Linked DNA regions of Anas platyrhynchos: region 2 is linked to region 1. Evidence: chromatin contacts called from public Hi-C data. All regions are on one chromosome and are shown on one strand. Each heading gives the region's core, a stretch centred on a gene start, on an enhancer-like site or on the middle of the called end of the contact. The rest is flanking DNA. Distances are from core to core; before and after follow the strand shown.

Region 1 (3,980 bases), core at 1,002-3,501:
CAAAAGAGAGCACTGCTGGGTGCTGCTTTACTGACCATTTTCATTTCTTCGGTGTCTGAAATAGGTGTAGTTATCTGTGACCTCCTAGATGTTGCTCAAACAGTTTATGTCCATAAGATATAACTACCATGCACTATGATCCAAATTGCCATTATATTTGCTGAAAAGTTTTTATAAAGCTTTAATTACACTGTTTATTAGGAAGAGTAAATTAACTTCATCTACTGTAGGTAAAATCCAGTCCCAACAATTCTAACTTTTTATAAGCAACTTACTCGAGAATTCTCACAAGAGATGTGTGAGATCTCATGTTCTACTTTATTGAGCTTTTGTCCAAGACTACAGTAAAGGTTAGCCAGCGTAATTTCACTTCTTTCCCCAAATCACCGTACTCATTCATAAACTACATTGTATGAAACACCAGCATTAAAACATTATGTACAAATAACATGATGGAGGACCGAAAGCTGCAAGCACTGTGTAATCACTTGTTTATGAACAAACAAGCCATTTAAACACTCAGAGGTTTCCTTTCTTGTAAATTTTGTTGAATAAACTGTAGACTGGTAATCATGGGATAGAGAATGCTTCCCCATTGACTCCATACAGCTAATCCTTTATGTTTCATTAGAAAGCTTTCCCTGCCTTATCTTCAAGGGAAATTTGTTGCCAGAAATTACCGATTTTGTCTCCTTAGGTAGAAAGCCTTCTCCTACCCTCTGAAACTTTTTTTAAACATATATTCATTTGTAATGGACAAGATTTGATTTTTTTTCCCCCTCTTTTCCTGTCATTATTTGGTGGAGTTACAGTGAAATATTCCAGATGAGCATTTATTTTTTTCTACGTAAAATTAGGCTTGAAATTTTCTTGTGATCTGGACAAGTAGAGGTACTTGTAACTAAATCTCAATATACTATTTTTTCTCTCTCAATTTAGAGTACCAAGAGTTCCGTAGCAGTATATACGATATAAAAGTCTTTCTTCATTCAGATGTCTCTCTCTCATCAGGTAAGATGAAATACACTTATTTTTATTCCTTAACATATAGGCACATTTCTTACGGAATACTATGCTTATTTAGCTGAATTGTTTTCCAGTCTTTTGTTTAAATTTCAGAAGTCTTTAATGGACAAATGGAGCTCTTAGAAACTCTTTCAGAAATGTACTGTTACTTTTGTTCAGCGTTTTTAAACACTTGTAAAGAAGCTATTGGTCTGGCTGCTAGCATTTAATTAGTTGGGATTATGTCAGACAGCTGTAACTAGCTGAGTTTAGCCAGTGGTGCCACAAGAACGTAGCTCCATCTAGCGTTCAGCTTCCAAAACAAGTACGAGTGATCTTGAAAGTGTTTGGAATTAACTTTCTCTGCTCCCAGGTATATACTAGTAGGTCCCTATGGACCTGGGCGGGGGAGGGTTGTAGGTTGACAAGTCTACCACAGTAAATAAAAACAACAACAACAAAAAAAAAAAACAACAAAAACAAACAAACAAAAAACTATTGGAGGGCAGGTGCAGTGTTTTGGACAGACAGCTGTTTATAACATCTGCATCCAAGTTAGCTGTAACCATCATGGAGAGACCTTCTTAATGCAGTCTGGAAAACAGAGCTTTTACCGTAAGTTACTGTCTGCTTATGGATAGAGAATAGTCTACCCTATAAGCTGTTACTCTATTTTCTATACTGAGGTAATTATGAGCCACAAGGCTTGTTTGAGTCAGACTTAACTCTGAACACTGTGGGATTTCATGTTTATCTAAATTTGTTTGAAAAGTTATGTGTTAAGAAATGGTAGAAAAATACATGCTAGAAAGTATTTTCAATTATATAAGACATTATTAAACTGTTTATCTGCTAAAAATGTATTCATTGTTCTGCGACCTTCTGGCAAAAGTTTCTAGCCAGCATTTAGGTTTGAGTCAAGTAAGATGCAATTTTTATGAGCTTTTATTTATTTTTTAATCCACTAGCTTCAAAAATAGGAGAAATCATAACAGCAGGAAAACTTCAAGTTAGTCTTACCTGCAAGTTTTGAGCTGCAAGGCAATGTTCTCTCTCCTCTGTTTCTCCAGATAATGCTCTTGATCACTTCTGTCTTTAACAGTTGTTAATGCACAGTTCTTTTTTCTTATAATCATACATATGGATGCAAGAAGCCATCTTTGTTATAGAGAAAAGCCTCAGACAGCTCCAACATATTTTGTTTACAATTCAGTAAGTCTGATATAACAAAATACTGTTTGCTTAGCTGCAGAAGCAAACCATGGCACCTGATTTAACTTGTTGCAACTCTCATGCAGTAAAGATTAGCTTAAACCGCTTTCATCTGACCTCTATGTTTGCAAGGGCAGGCAAGGTCATTTACCATGACTCAGCTGAGATGCAGTAACTCAGTCACATGCCAGAGCTCTTGGTTTACTGTTCAGCTTCCTTTTGTTAGCGTTTTCTGGTATTTGCTAAAATGTGACTTCACAGAGAAGATAAATGATACTTTCTATGGAGATTTAAATAAGATCAGGCAATGTGTCAGTCATGTATAACAAAATCTTTGGCTGATACACGTCTTAAAATTATCTTAAAGGTTGGCCTGCAAGCAGTCACTAAGATCTACTGCAAGAGGACTCCAACTACCCCACAACCAAATCATCACCTACAAAAAAAAGCAGCAGGACCCAATCTCTAATGATTGTCTCAGATTCAGGAGTTGATAACCTGTATGTGTGTGCCATAGCATGCATAGCTCAGAAATTATAAGTAATTGGCCATGACTGACACCCGGAACGGGAACTCCTAGTTTTACAGATTCCCTGGGGGGGCATGTAGTCTGTTAATACCCAATAAAAGTTTCCTGTCAAAGAACCTTTCTTGACCTTTTACGGAGTCGGACTTCTGGACACTTCCCCATGCCTGTTCCCTTTCTTACTTTCTCTGCCTTCACAGATAACCTTTTGGTTTTCTGAAACTTGGACTAGCACTTAAAAACATGTTCTGTCTCTCCAAGACTGTAGTTTTTTTAGCAGTTCTAAACTGCTAATGCATCTCTTCTCTGTCCTGGCTTTGAGCAGCATGCCTAATTGAAAGATGTCCACCTACCTCTCAGTCACTATGTTTTCACAGGATTTTAGAAATAACAATAAAAGTGTCTCTTCCTATGTTTTTATTTTTAAAATTAACTAGCATAGGAGACTGAGTGTCTCATAGCTGAAAAAATGACTAAAAACACATTTGCTAGGCTTCCTTTATAGTGTCCATGAACTTTAAAGCCAGTTATCAAGATTCTAAGTCAATGTAATATTATGAATATTTGATTTTATAGCAGATCTTATATAAATTGGGAAGCATCACTAGGGGTTGGTAAATAATCACTGGTTGGTAAATAAAAGCTACATAAAGATTTTCCTTTCTTCTGCATGGCCAAAACAAGTTATCATACTGTCTTCTCCCAAATCAAGGTATATGTCTGGAACTTAACCGTCTCTGCTGATACATAGATCTTACCTCATATTAAAGTCACACTGTAAATGCTAAGGTTAGAGGCAAATAAAACCAAATTAAGTCCTTTACCGTGAGCTACCTACATGTATGTTTTCAGTTAGAAAATTACACATGTTCTACTTGAATCATGCCTTTTAAAAATACGTTTCTGGCAGAAGACACGGATATTTTAATCCAGGTGATTAGGGCTCAGACTAGGATTTGACAGTAGAAGCTACACACCCTCCAAATTTCTTTATACCAGACTGGAACTAGAGCTGGTGGGGAAACTATTTGTGTACCATCATGAGCCCTCTCAAGAGGATTGTTTTTAGCTTGATTGTAATGCCACAGCTGCATGAGTTTTGGTAGATTACGAGGAAACCTGTGTTTCATTGCAAATTACCTCTGAATCCTGTTGTGATTTCACACTGATTACAGCTGTATAAGCATCTGAATATGCTCATCTCTGTTTAAAAGATGAAGCTACTTGTTCTGTGTTT
Region 2 (3,980 bases), core at 381-2,880, 100 kb before region 1:
GATTTTAGCTTACCACAGTTAAATACTGCAACATTCTCCCATCAACTCTGGACTCGTGAAACTGGTCTTTGTACTGAGGTAAACCAATGTCATCAAGCCAGCCTGCAGATACAAGAACAGTGTTGTACCCAAATGTGGGTCAGTAAGGATGAAGCCCTTCTAATCTGGGCAGGTTTCTTCTGAGGCATTCAGTTAGCTCATTCTGCTTACTCACCTCTCTAAAGGACAGCCTCATAGCAGAAGCCTAAAAGCAATTCATCCAGCTTTTCCTATAATACCCCTGCAATACTTTAAATACAAACCTTCTGTACTGTAAAACTTAGCTTTTGCTAGACTGAGACATACCACCCATAGTGTACATTCGTTGTCCTTCAAGATGGATGGGCCTGCAATACGTTTGTTTAAGCAGGTATCAGACATTTTTTAAGAGCACTAAGTTTCAACAGGGCAAAATTTTTCATAGAATGGGGGTTTTTGTATTGTTCTTGATGTCCAAATATGGTTGCATGGAATGAAGTTCCCATTGGAACTCTACCTTTCAGATTGCAGAGTACTGAACTACTTTATGAAACATGGGCACCATGAAAGGCATCAGACTATTAAATGCTATGTGCTTTATAAAGTATTCCACCCAGCGCTGACTTCTAGTTGAGATTATGTGGAGTATGCAGATAAAGAAGGAAACCCCATAGTCATCTATTTGTAGAACTACTCTTTTTTCTTTTTTCATTCCTGCTCAGCTGTGTAAGAAAAAAAAATATTTTACAAACACTTCCACAATTCTTCAAACACTTACGTGTCACCCAGATATGATCGAGTTGTGCAGATTTCTCATCTTGTTTTGCATTTATTGATTTAATGGCCAAAACTAATTTCTTCCTGTGCAGTGGATGCTTTATTCCCATTTCCTGTAACAATAACCATTAAAAAAGTAGTTTGCTCTTTTCATCTCGTTAAACAGCTACTGAAACATTTCAAAAAGGTAGAATTGCCAATTGTCTGAAGGGATCTGGTTGTACTGAATCAAGATTTATGGTTGCTTGAGAAAAACAGTTACAGATATTACCTTTTCCATGTCCTGAGGTGTTGCAGTTAACAGCGTATGGCCTGAAGTCACCCACTGCCGTGCAAAAATGACGTACTGCCCTAGACCAAAGTCCTCAAGCCAGTTACAAACTCTCTCAGTGCTCCACTGAGCAAATGGAGCATTGTAGTCACTGAAAAGTAAAATAACTCTTTGAAACTCTTACAGGAAAGAATACGGTTCTTATCAGAAAGATCATTACATACCAGAGGAAATACTATAGCCTAGGTCCTAGTATTCTTTATCCTGTGAAATAATAAAGCCCAACAGCCATTCTCTCAGTATATGCTGTGGTAGTAGTGTCACAGAATCACAGAATTTCTAGGTTGGAAGAGACCTCAAGATCATCGAGTCCAACCTCTGACCTAACGCTAACAGTCCCCACTAAACCATATCCCTAAGCTCTACATCTAAACGTCTTTTAAAGACCTCCAGGGATGGTGACTCCACCACTTCCCTGGGCAGCCTGTTCCAATGTCTAACAACCCTTTCAGGTTGTCCTCCTAATCTGACTGCCTAGCTTCCTCTTGTGAACAGTTGGAGCAGGGTAGGGTGATAAGGATTAAAGTTTCCCACTTGAAAATAAAGAAAAGGGTAATTAATTGCTGAATTCTCAGCACTGCAAATATTCCCACATGAGATGATAATAAGTTCCCTTGTTCTTTAATAAAGGTGAAATTTTGGTGCTGCTACCTGCAGCTGAAGGAGTGCAGATAGGCAAGCTAATCAGGATACATTTTCTACCAGGGAAATTCTTTCCAGTTGGGGAATTCCATGTGTAACAAAGTATATTGGACAATGTATTGCACAAGAGAAGTGTTTTGCTGTTCAGTGTATTTAACAGCATCTTTTAATACACTGTGCAAAGAAAAGAAGAAATCATTACCTTTTCTGGCCTTTGGTTTCCTTTGATCTGGATAACCGAGGCCCAGCTGTTGCACGGAGACCGCCTCTTCGGAACTCTGCCAAACCCAGATCGTCTGCAGGGAAGTTACCAGACTGAGTTCTTCGTATTCTTTCAAAAAAAGAGCGCCAAGACAGTACTATTAGCGTCCAACAGAGAACATTTGTTTCATATGGAAACTATAATGACAACTAGAAGCTGTATCAATCTTCCTGTAAACCACAAACATATGATTCAAGCAGCAGCCAAAGAAGTTCCAAGCAAACGCTGTCTAGACCAAACTCTGAGTAAAGAAAAAAGCTCTGCAAAACAGCCATGACCTTTCAACACAAGTAATAATCTACACTGGAGGTCAGGCTTCTAAACATCTGCTGTCCTGAAGCAGATAAAACGAACGCAGTAAAACTCAGTCCCCCTGCTTTTTGTTTCTTCTGTTTTCTTAGACTTTTTTTTTTTTTTTTTTTTTTTATAACTGAAGGCTCCTGTAATGAACAACTGACTATCATTTAATTTTTTCGTAGCTACTGAAACTGTTGGTACTCTAAATCTTTAGCATTATAACAACACAGCAGAATACGTTATTTCTTCCAATAACGTGATGCTTTGTATATTACCATGCATTTTCCTCCACCCATGTGCACATAGAGACACACCTGTACAATCACAGAACAGAGCTCCTTTTCCTCCTTTTCCTGAACTTTATTTTATTCTTGCTGTAGGTACCGTATTTTTTACTGAGAACCGAATTAATTCTGTTGAAATACTTTGATAAGAAACTAAAAAAAAAAATTATCTTACTTTCCCCAGATTTTCTTGATCCCTTTTGGACTCTTTCTATTTTCTGGAGACAGTGGAGACTGTGGACCTGAATCCGTTCCAGAAGAAAGAGGTGAAAGGTCATCTGAGACTACTGTACCATCCACGTTCTCTGTTTCTCCTGGGTTAAGAACAATAATAGTCACATTTTTTACTAACTGTTGACAAAGTGGTTATCTGGGAGACTAATACTTTAAAAAAAGAAAAAAGGTAATAAATAAGTAAAGATAAAATAAAATGTTCCTGTATAAGAAAGTATTGCTCAGAAGGGGAAAAAAATATTAGCTGTACATTACATACCAAAAAAAAAAAGAAAAAAAAAAAAGTAAAACAGTATTGTTGTTTCAATTTATTTAAAAACATTATTTTAATTAATTCAGAATCTTCACTTGGGTCTGCTCTTGCCTTTCTACTGTTAATACCAAAACTCTTCCATTAAAATCGGTGGGAATTTTTCTGTTTTCACTCAAGTAAGATCATGAACAAGTATTAAAAAAAAATAAAAAATAAATCCCATATGAATGCCATAGAGGGAAAGCTCTTATTTCATTTCAGCACTGCACTTAAGAAATTCAGTGTGGATTGCCCCCTTGGTATTAGTATTTTATAGAGGAGAGAAAGGGAGGGAAAAAGGAAAGGAAAAAATAAGTAGCAAAATTCATGTTAAAGTTGCATCTTGTTTGGATACAATACCTAGCACTGGTGCACTGACACTCCTGATGCGATCTTCAGTCATCCCAAGAAGCAGAAAGCCAGATGAAGAAGCAAAGAAGATATAAAACACCAGCAAAATAAAGTTATGGAAGAGCAAAGAAGTAAGCTAAGCATTAAAAGCAGAAACAAAAAGAAAAGAAGCAGTTATGCTTGACATGAAAGCGAATGTGCATTGGTTTGCACAAGCCCCAGGAATCCTGCACAGGTCATCTTAAGTAGACTGGAATGATCATTTCTCTCTCTCTCTCAAAAAATATTTAAACATATGCTACAGAGCTCCATAAAGCCTGCAGCACTTCAGAAATGAAGCGGTGTCTAAAGTTATATCAGGTTCTTCTGAAATACAGAACTGGAGGTGTACTGAGTTCACTGCACATGCAAGATACAAACTAACCTCCAGTAATTCAGTGTTCTTACAAATTCACTGTTTGTTTCTAGAAAAAAAATATTTTCCTTTACAAG

The links. A called contact is a pair of places that touch in the nucleus more often than the background predicts.
Region 2: a contact with region 1 is called in a Hi-C map of F5 follicle, with 4 times the contacts expected there. The contact joins the enhancer-like site here to the promoter of PPFIBP2 in region 1. A contact is called at or near these places in 5 of 8 Hi-C or Micro-C datasets (F1 follicle, F5 follicle, skeletal muscle and 1 more).

Annotation. Positions count from the first base shown.
Region 1 is chr5:59,807,485-59,811,464 of IASCAAS_PekinDuck_T2T, reverse strand. PPFIBP2 (PPFIA binding protein 2) reads right to left here and starts at 2,251. Exons shown (of 30, transcript XM_072039236.1): 1 at 2,026-2,251. The coding sequence starts at 2,141.
Region 2 is chr5:59,907,566-59,911,545 of IASCAAS_PekinDuck_T2T, reverse strand. PPFIBP2 (PPFIA binding protein 2) reads right to left here. Exons shown (of 30, transcript XM_072039236.1): 19 at 3,498-3,530; 20 at 2,787-2,925; 21 at 1,971-2,099; 22 at 1,067-1,217; 23 at 797-908; 24 at 14-102. It overlaps CYB5R2 (cytochrome b5 reductase 2), which reads left to right. Exons shown (of 10, transcript XM_027458412.3): 10 at 2,796-3,331. Among named protein-coding and RNA genes, the nearest start is that of CYB5R2, 20 kb to the left of the region's middle. Within about 2 kb of position 1,630, at least 3 of the 8 cell types and tissues checked have an H3K27ac peak or open chromatin away from gene starts, as enhancers often do. A contact at or near this core is called in F5 follicle, where this site is marked.